2 separate regions of the Gossypium hirsutum genome follow, and region 1 is linked to region 2. Evidence: chromatin contacts called from public Hi-C data. All regions are on one chromosome and are shown on one strand. Each heading gives the region's core, a stretch centred on a gene start, on an enhancer-like site or on the middle of the called end of the contact. The rest is flanking DNA. Distances are from core to core; before and after follow the strand shown.

Evidence for each region. Hi-C and Micro-C count contacts between places; a contact is called where the count stands out from the background.
Region 1: a Hi-C map of leaf shows a contact between it and region 2, with 2.9 times the contacts expected there. The contact joins the promoter of LOC107917671 here to the enhancer-like site in region 2. A contact is called at or near these places in 2 of 34 Hi-C or Micro-C datasets (anther and leaf).

Annotation. Positions count from the first base shown.
Region 1 is chrD08:36,051,595-36,057,438 of Gossypium_hirsutum_v2.1, forward strand. LOC107917671 (putative uncharacterized protein DDB_G0287975) reads right to left here and starts at 3,054. Exons shown (of 4, transcript XM_016846973.2): 1 at 2,753-3,054; 2 at 2,481-2,676; 3 at 2,307-2,355; 4 at 1,353-1,706. The coding sequence starts at 2,902. The coding sequence ends at 2,309.
Region 2 is chrD08:35,955,469-35,960,751 of Gossypium_hirsutum_v2.1, forward strand. It overlaps the pseudogene LOC107908718. Among protein-coding and RNA genes, the nearest start is that of LOC107917600, 24 kb to the left of the region's middle. Within about 2 kb of position 2,548, at least 7 of the 9 cell types and tissues checked have an H3K27ac peak or open chromatin away from gene starts, as enhancers often do. A contact at or near this core is called in leaf, where this site is marked.

The DNA of each region.
Region 1 (5,844 bases), core at 1,804-4,303, 97 kb after region 2:
TAGGAAAATTAGAAATCTCAATCCCTAAGGGATCGACCCTACTACTCTATACTACTATTTAATTCAATTAGAGCGTAGACAATTATATTTGGTGGTTTCGACACCCATCATTCATATAAGATACATCTAAATCGGGACACACATTTATCCAGATTCATTCTAGATGTATCTTTTAGTGTTTTTAATTTTTTTATAAAATATTAGGTTATTATTAATATTTTAAAATTTAAAATATATAAATTAAAAAATTAAAAAAATGTTTTTCCATAACCTAGTTGTCCAAATTCAAATGCATACGGACAAACATTTAGTCAAATTCATTGTAGATGTGCTTTTTAGTTCTTTTATATATTTATATATATATAAATTTAAAATTTTTTATTTATATATATTATATTGTAAATTTATATATATATATTTAATGGTAGATATTTTTATATTTTATATATTTTAAAAATAACAATAACCCAAAAACATATATATTTTTAAAAAAATTTAAAAATATATAAACTTACTAAAAATACATCTAAAATAAATCTGGTCAAATAATTGTCCAAATTTAGATGCATCTGGACAGCTATTTTGTCTAGATTCAATTTTTATATTACATTTTTTATTAACTTATATATTTTTAATTTTTTTAGTTTATCTCCAACACATGTCATACTGAAAGACTATCACGTGTTATCATTAGATGGTCATCAGTGTCACGTCAACATAAACTAACAATGTTAGTGCAAATGTACAACTTAAGTGACAGGTTACAAATTTAGATATCAACTAGGTCACAAAAAAAAAAATTCAAGTACCAACAATATACTTTTGAATAAGTTTAGAGAACAAACTACATACTTATCTTTCTGTAATTTATGAATAGAAGTATAAACTCATAATTTAAAAATGTTATATCCTGATATTAAACAATTATAATTTTCACAATTAAGAATAAAATAATATTTTTATTTTGAGTAATAGTGTGACTAATTAAGAACTAAAGCCGCTTTATAAATTAACTTACTAATTGATTGTTGTAATAAGACATAATTATTTTTTATTTGATAATCTATATATAATAACTAATTTTTCATTTATATTTTAATGTTTTATTTCAGACTAAAAATTTTAAATATATTTTCATCAAACATTGGTAATCCTATATATTTATATGTTTAAATATTGTATTTTTATTTCAATTCAGGGTTGATTTTGAAGTAACTTGGGTTTTAAAGTGTGTTATGTTAATGTTAAAAGTAACATTTTGTTATTAAACCGTGTACAAACTATGAATCTATTCATATATATCTTACATTTCTAATCATTACATAGTAAAAAGGAAAAATAAAATTCGATTCCCAGTAAACACATTTATTTATATTTAATTGAAATAAATAAAATAATTAAATCTGTTTTTACACCAGTATACAAACAAGTAAAGTATATATATACATATGATTTCCAGTAAATTTGATTTGATGTTAGAGTTGCTTTGTAGCTTCTTCAAATATCCCTTTAGATCTTATACTAATAGAAAGTTGAATCAGAAATTTTTTCCATACTCTGCCCAGCTATGCTTTATGTTAATATGTGAAATTCAGATGATACTAATGTCTTACAAGTTGTATCCCATGATGCATGATGCTATTTATATCATAAAACACATGGTGTCACTTCATCCAAATAGCTTCTTCTTGAACTGGGTTTGCATGCTGTTAGTGGATAAACAACAAATTGTTGAGGGAAGAAGATAAGTATCTCTTTAAATGCCATAGCATAAAGAATGAGCACATCAAGAAACAATACCATGGAACCAACTTTTCAAGAATCATGTTTAAATCTAAGCCTCGCATGACACATAATTATACCACACTAGATTTAGCCAATTTTTGAAGTCACAAGGATACCAATACAAATATGTCTTAATAATCACAAAGTTTAGAATCAAATTTTTACAGTTCAGCACAAACAAACTAAAAACTGGAAGAATCTAAATTAAAACTGAGTAACTGAACTAAAACTTACAACTCATGGTGGGATTCAGATACCCTATACAATGAATTTTGAATCTAGATACTTAAAACCCAAACCTCCACTTTTACCAACTGTGCTAAGACTTCATTAATGGAGATTTAACAAGTGTCATCAAAATTTATATAAAACAATTAATTAATATTACACAGCCAAAACATGACTACCTAGACGATGAGTAGATCAAGGGGGCAAAAACAAAAGAAAGCATCTCAAAACAACAAGCACCACTGACATAGTTAATTAAACAAGCATTTAGCAAGTTAGAAACATTCAAGTACCATCAGGCACCTGCCGCATTAATCTTTTCCTTAACTGTGGGTTGTGGTCCTGTTCAAAACAACAATAAAATATCAGAAATATACAAGCTTGATAAGGTTTTGCCTATGTTAGCAACTTCAAGAGGAGAATAAAAGTTATTTATTTATTTTCAGAAATGATTAGGTAAAGCTAACCAGAGATCAAGGCCGTGGGCCTGGTCTTGAACAAAATCTTGTGGCGAATAACTCCAACAACATCGAGCTCTACGCATGATGAAGAAGAAGTAGCCACGTCCATGTACTTAATTTTCTTGAGAACCACCATGGGCTTCTTAAGGGCCACTTTGGACCCCGTTAATTCATGATAGCCGACCGTGAAAGTGTAATTCTCCTGCAGATTTAGTTAACATGAAAGTGTAATGGGGCGTATCAGTGTAATAATCTAAAAGAAAAAGCAAAAAAAAAACCTGGGAAGAAGGGCGGCAAAGCAGTCCGATTTGGAGGTTTTGGAGAGAATGCTGGAAAGAAGGCTGCACTTCAACCACGCCTTGCAATTCGATAATTGCCCATTCAGGGCACTTCTCTGCCCCACAACTACACTTTACCTGGATCTGCATTCTTTTTCTTTCCCACTTTATCTGCAAACAAAAACGGTTGGATAATTGATTGATTCAAGAGAAACGGGGAACATTTAAATTGAATTTTGGGGGAATCGGCCGCCGCAGTGGCGCGGCTCTTACATTGGGGGATGCTTTTGACAGTGCTAAATTCCTTTTTTACCCTTAATTCAACTTTCCAAATTTTTATGGGCTTGACAGGGGTATATGGCCGGACCCTGTACTCAAAATTCTTTTCCAATTATGTAAACTGGGTCATTTATGGGAAAACAAAGCAAAAAAAGACAAGCAGAAATCCAAAACAAAACGAACATACACCTGGGCCAAGCCCAAAACAAAAAAACAAAAACAAACAAAGACAAATCCAGTTCAAGCAACTTCCCGCCAAAAGAAAAACAAAACAAACCCTGGAAGGAGCTGTCAACAACAGAATCCGTGGTTCGCAGCAGCCAAAGCCGAAAGATGCAACGCCAAGCTTGCCGATCAGCTAAAGTGGGGAGAAGGAGGTGACCAACGGTAGCGGCAGCGAATCGCAGACAACCCCACGGTGTCCAGAGCGAGAGATCCCCTCGGAGCCAACCAACCAAACCCAACTGCAGCCGAACCAGCAAGCCCCATGCAGTCCCTCTGCCCAAGCCAACCGAAGAACCCCAATCGTGCAGAATCGTCTTAGTCAGCTATTCCTGTCGATCCTAAAAGCCGGCTGTCGAAACCATTTTTAAATTTGAAAAAAAGGAATCGACTTTTTAAAATAAATGGGAGTCGTCACTGATATTTTATTAGGGTGTGATCGGCTCACCTTAAAACAAATTTTGTCTACGAGATTTGAGAAAATAGGTTCGGGAGTCAGTTACGCACGAGGAAGGGTTAGCACCCTCGTAACGCCCAAAATTGGTACCGATTTGATTGTTCAATATTTTATTTTCGAATTTTTGAAAAGATTTTAAAAATACGGTCCTTGATTAGAAAACTTGGATGAACTAGCTTGAATGATAAGACGTACTTATTTCGAAGAAATAAATTATCACACCCAGTGAGTTAGGGTGTTACAATTCTATCTTCGAAATTAAATGTGTTCTTTTTTTATGAAAATCATGAGTTTAAAGAAGGTTACTTGATTGTTTAAGTCAATCGAGAAATCAAAATTCAGTGAGTTAGGATTCAATTTCTCGAAATTCTTAAACCTCAAATATTGCCTTTATTTTTATCGAGACAACAAAATGCCACATTCAGTAAGTTAGGATCCAACATTTTGTAATCTTAAGAGCTTTATTTTAACAATTGTATAGTTTTAATAAAATGGATACTTGATGATATAAATTCATTGAGAAGAATTGAAGCCCAGTAAGTTAGGGCACAATTCTCTCGAGAACTCATAAACACCAAGCCCTTTTTAGAAATTTGAAATAAAACGATTGTAATGCTTTAAAGAAATGCAATTTTTGCAAACAACATAATTTGAATAGCAATATATAAAGCAGATGATGAATAACAAACCAAGTTTAGAATATGCAGCAACCAAACATATAATACATCAACATTAATGATTAAGTATCTAATAAATCAATAATCAATCTCATAAAGATATTTTTGAAAAAAGATATTTAGAAACAATTTAATAATAAATAATTAAACCAAAGCAAGCAAAATAAATAACTTCCTTTAAGAAATAAGATACTTATGTATGAAACGCGTATAAAATTTTATAAGTTGAAATCTATTATACTTTACATTTATTTGTATACACCAACAATTCCATATAAATTATATATATAGATATAATAGTCACGAGATATCATGGTGAAAATAAAATTTGGAACTATATTCTAAAATACATTATTGAGAAATATAAAGTAACATGTCAAATTCTTAAAATATATTAAGTGTGATAAAATAAATAATAATGTATCAAATTGGAAAAAATAAAAGTATATAAAAAAATTTTTAAAAAGGTTTGTAAATTTAAAACATATTGATAATAATTTTAAAAGAATAGTGTATCATATCTTAGAAATAATACTATTAATAGGTTTGAAAATAATATTAAGCCAATAGTAAAAATAAAAAAATATGAATATAATAACAGATTTATTCAAAAAACTTTGAAAGCAAGATAAAATATGAAGAAAACGTTTTTGAAATTAAAAATAATAATCCATAAATTTTAAAACCAAAGTTTCAAATGAAAATAAAATAATAATAACAAGAAAACAAAATAAAATGATATACAATAGATTCAAAATATTGATGTATAATGGTTTTGAAAATATAAAAAAAAAGCAAACTAAAATAATAATTCATTATAATTTAGACTATAATAATAGTAAACTTAAACACTATCAAAATAAATATTATAAAGAATATTAAATACTATAATATAAAAAAATAGAATAAAAAATAACGTTGAAGTTTGATAAAGAAAACTAAATTAGTATTAAATTAAAATTTTATTTTAAAAATGAAGGACCAAATCAGCAATTATACGCAAACTTTGAGATAATCCAAATCAATCGCAGAAACAGCACCGTTTGACCATCGATTTAAATGAAAATAAGGTTAAATATGCGATACAAATTAAAAAAAATGGAAAGAAATCCGATTGAAACTGAACAAAACATAAAGGGACTCTCAGCGCAAATAAACCAATAAGTCAAAATGCGCAGATCCTCCCCGGGTCGGGTCACCGATCGGATCGGGTCTTCAAACGGCGCTGTTTCGCAGTCATTACATTGACTCTGAACGTCAGCGTTTTAATGACCCCCCTTTTTAACTAAAATAAACCCTAAATAAGCTTATCACTTTTATTAAAAATGAAAATCTAAACTAAAAAAAAAAAGTATGCGCCGCTCTGTCGATTCGTCTCTTTCAGAGGCCATCAATCTCCGATTCAACTCCGATGACTGCGGAGAGAAGGCGAAAATCCGGCCTCCAGGTACGTCCCT
Region 2 (5,283 bases), core at 1,298-3,797:
TAGATGGTCAGATTATCGGCTAAATCCGGGGTCTGAAAGAAACCTAAAATCACCAACACTTTGTACTATCTGCAAATGTTTTCCATCAAAATGACTTACAAACAGTTCTCAAGTATTGTGATTTAACATTGAGTTCAAAGATCTTAAAATGTATACATTATGACTGCCCTTTGAAGCTCATCTGTCATACATCAAACTACCTAATCATCAGCTTTCAAAATCAGAACAGAATGAACATCTAAAGAGCTCATCATTCAGCTTAGACCGGAAACATGAACACTAAGCTAAGGTAGCAATAGCCCAACTTTTAAGGGAGGCAGAGAATAAGGTAAAGGTCTCTGTTTCTCCTCACAGGTCATGGCAACAAATTCCATTTCCTACATATATACAAGACAAGCAGGATACACCTCTCGATAATGATAAGAGTAGTCTGTCAATCAAACGTAAAAAGCCACTGCAAACAATTGTATAGCTTTTGAGTTTAAAACTATAAATACGGACATGTAAAGGTACTCCAAAAGTCGAAGACAGATAGTGAGGAACAGACACTTTAATATCCCTAAATAATCTAAAACTATTCATCCAAAATCATACTACTTAAATAATAGTAAAAAAACTTATATCAATTATAGCATGTTTTCACATGGCAGCTTAATGATAGGATTATAGTTTTGTAGCATGTAATGGGAAAACATTATGTACCTTATGAGAGCAAAATGCAGGTCAAGATATCATAAAGCAATACACAGTCCTTACACTCCACATGATAGTATAGAGGGAAAACATTGATGATAGTGTGCTGGGAAATTATATTGCTTGGTTTATAAACAGTTATTTATATGGAGCAATGATAACAAATATATCACCTGGTAGTAGCTCAGTTGCTCAGAAATCCAGATATGCATCCTGCAGCCATTTATGCCTCTCTTACTAGTGATAGATATGAAACTGAAAAAGCTTCAACTGTAGTTCACATCATCCTACACTTGAACACTTCTAAAGAGTTCCAACTACATCCTTAAACAGGGAAGAATATAGGAGTGGTAAATGAAATAAACAAAAATGAAACACCATCCAAAAACAGTTTTCTTGCCCCATGTATTAAAACATCTATAATAATCTGGTTCAAGCAAAACAATCTCTATCCAAAATTAGGCAAAAATTCCAAGCCAAGGGCCAAATTCTAAAGGCTAATGCAAAACAAACTGAGTTATCAGAAAATATACAAAGTAGCATGGCAATAAAAAACCAGACTAGCTGATGTAATAACCACCCACACAAATATAATCCACCAAGCCATAAATAAGGATGCTTCTTCAATAAAATCAGAACAAGGCAATAAACCACAAACCAAGTTGTATTTGTCAAATGAGTTAGTGTCAACCTGAGATAATCCAAGAAAAACAAGTACCAATATCGGTGGAGTAAATAATTGCAAAACTGCAAGGCATAAGTAGTGGTTGTGCAATAAAATTTTTGCACGGCTAAAATCCAAATCTGAGGCCTTACTGGCATGTAACCTTTGATACCAAAACAAAACTGCTTCATTCAAAAACATTTACAGGTTTGAACGTAAAGCCACAACTTGTAAAACTGCAGAAAGCAATAAGCACAAAATCCTAAGCTTGGTAAAATCCAATTTTGAGAAACCCACATTTCCCACCAATTTGTCAGCAACCCCACCATTGTAACTATTCTTGTTAACAAGGATTTCAGCTAATGGATTAATCCAAAGTAAAGCTGTCAACAAAGTTAACATATAATTGGCATATAAAATCGTTCTAGCAAACCATCCGCAAGAAATTATGGACAAATTCCACCTAAGTTGATCAGTTCCAAGCCAAAAGGATCGTGCATTCTTGCCGGCAAGCATATACAAAAAACTAGCAAGGAATCCCATCAAAATAGCAAGAAGAATCCTCCAAGACCCTTCAACTGAATCGAAATGGAAATCGAAAACTGGCAGTCCAATTCTAGAACAAATCATAATCCCTACAAGAAACCCCAAAACGCCAAAAATGGCACTAAATTACTTCTCTGATCTCTTAGAAGCAGAGTTCTCAAACGATATCTTTGTAAGTGCCAAAAACGCTTTGGTTAAACCAATAAATCCAAAAATAACCGGTATTAAGTTCCCATTTATGAGAACCCCAAAACCCGGCTCAGACTCACCTAAACACTTGGAAAGACACAAACATGAAATGCCTAGAAAGGAGAAATCGAAAGAATTTCGATACTCATTGAAAAAGAGCCTTGTTTGAGGATGACCCTCTTCGAGTTTCAGCCTAAAAATATGGGCATTGTTCTCATCGAAATCGAACTTGACTTTAGATTTGTTCCTCTTTTTTAGCTCCCCATTGGGTATTGATGACAAATAATGGTGACCATCAAGTTGAGACCCTGAATCAGAGAAAGGTCTACGAGCAGCAGCTCTAAGACCAAAGGAAGCATTGTTGGCGCTGCCTGCTTTTTCAGGGTGGACGTAAGTGTGGAGACCTGTGAGAAAGAAAATAGGGATTTTAAAGAAAGTGAGGATTAGAGTGAGTGATAGAGAGAGCAAGGCCTAGAGTAGAAGGTGCATGTAGATGTGAAAGAAGGGTAACAATGACATTGTGTTTTTCTCCAAAAGAGGTTTTTGTTTTACAAACTTTGAGTTATGTTATGTTTAGGAAGAGTTTCGCAGTTTGGGCATTTGGGTCTTAAATGGATTCAAGAGCCCAACACAAATAAATGCCGAGAAGCATAATTCCACCACTTTCATATTTATTCTTTAACATTAAAAATAAAATAAAAGGATATAGTTTGAGGAGAAACTGAATATGAAATCAAATATGGGTGAATTATTTTGTTTTGAATAAACAAAGCATAACTGACAAGTTCTATGGGTGATTCCAACTCTTTGATTGAATCTTAAATTGTATAACGTCATGTAGAGTGTTGTCTCAAGACACTGTGCTGGCAAAATAACTTTATAGCACCCATCACATGGACGCTAGTACGAGGATCGGCATCTATATAATGTAGTCCGCAAGGAAGTCTAACCGTAGTTACAACAACAATGTGACTAGGACATTGGAGTAAGGTTGTAACAATCTTCATCCGTTTCAACGTACGGTATAGATGATAAGTGCTATCGAAAGAATTTCAAATTTTGACCAAAATCTTTCTATTATTAAAGTACTTGTTTGCATCATACATGAATGTTTAAAAAAATTTTAAACATAATTATAAATCATTTAGATACTTGAAAACCTATAGAAACATTTCTATGTCGTAAAACGAGTGTTTGAAGTTTCTTAGGTTAAAACAGGGGTCATTCAAGTTAAGGAAAGATAGAGGTTTTCTAATTACTTCTACCTTAAAACATTTTTATAAAATTCTTAAATCAATTTTAAGATAGTTTGAAGGCTTTAGAATCTGTTGCAGACACGTTAATGAAATAAACAGTAATGTAAAATATTTATTTAAATCACAAGATCGAACGAAAACAATATAGATATACATATATACATATATGAAATCTAAAAAGAAACAGAAATAAAGACTGGATCAAAATATTATACTCACAGGTAGGCAGGAAAAACGGACTAGTAGTTGAAGCTTGTTTTCACAGTTTCCTTAAGACAGATTCGGCCACCTTCAGTGTGCATCTTTGCTTGCAGATTATGGAAAATTTTGACTAATGGAGCCATTAAACCCAAATTAATGTTTGAATTAAAGGAGCTCTATTGAGGGAGAACATTAGTTTAGTCATTCAATAATCACCAAGTTGGTTCACATATATAAACATATTCCACACTTGATATCTAACCAATATGGGACTAATCTTTTCATTTTCCTCAACATAATTCACAAGTGGCTTACTTTGAGCATCAATTTCTCACTTATCACTTAAGTATTTTGAGCGTATGATATATCGTTGTAAAGGTCTCATGGAGTAGAATATAAAACCATAATTTTATGATCCAAATATCCACCTTTACGAATAAAAAATATGCCTCAAAGCTTCCAAAAAATCTATTTTTCCAACAGAATCAATTTAAAATCATTTGAAGTGGTCCGGTGGGTGATCGGAGGTGCCCAAGACAATACATAAGCCTTGGAGGGATCATTTTTTCACAAAACAGTGCAATAGTACTATCAAGACCCTAGGTATCAATACCTAAGGCCTAAGGGTCCAAACCTAGGTCCCTATACTATTCTGGAAAGCATTTTGCCAAACAAGGCCCTTGAAGTTGAAAATTGACTAAAAAACACTTAAAATCAAGCCTTAACATGTCCATATCATTACCATATGTTCCAAAACATAAAATTTCAATTTGAAAAAACATTTTAACTTATAAAAAAAAGTGTAAACACATTCAAGTCAAATAACAGAATAAAGTTTGAATAATTACATTAAAATGACTTTAATTTCAAATCAAATTTACAAACACTATATTCAATTAAGTCGCTGTGCACATGCAAAAATTGACATACCATAATAACTATTATAAATACATAATAACCTCTAATGGAAGGTGATGCAAAGCCTCCAAGTTGGAAAAACAACTTTTCGAAAAATCCAGTATCTACGTGTTTAAACAACTAATGCATGAGCTTAATAAGCTCAGTAAGTAACAATGGATAAACCTACTTATCCTACACTTGGTAAATGTTGAGTCCTCAATAAACACGTCTTTTTCAATTCAGTTAAACCACATTTTAATACTATTAATAAATTCATCTAAGTTAATCAACTTATAGGGCTCAACTTACACTTTTATGGTTTATTAACTTATCATTTTATGGAATTCATACCTAAATATTCATAAATGCTTCATATAATATGTAATTCTCTACTTTAGTTTCCAAACATATCCATATACACATACATACATACATGCTTACATGCATACATACATACATATATACTTAAGTTTTCATACATTTTTCTTCACTTATCATAAGTTTCATTTCTATTGCCTTTACTGAGGTAAACACAATAGTTAATCATCAAATTTTCATTAAATATAAACTCAATTAGGCTACATTATCACACCACCAAATCTGGAGGATCCAATTAGAAGATATGTACATGTGAAGTTATCTGTTTGGCATAGTGTAGTCCGCCTATTAGCAGTATTCTAGCATATTAGAGTTTGGCGTACAATATCCACCATAAAAGTAATTAAAGATTTTATCTCAGGGTATTTTGCTTTTTAAGAAAAGAATATGACAAGCAAAGAATAAGCTTAGTAAGATTACTGCCAAAAGTATGGTACACCCATTTTGCTTGAGCAC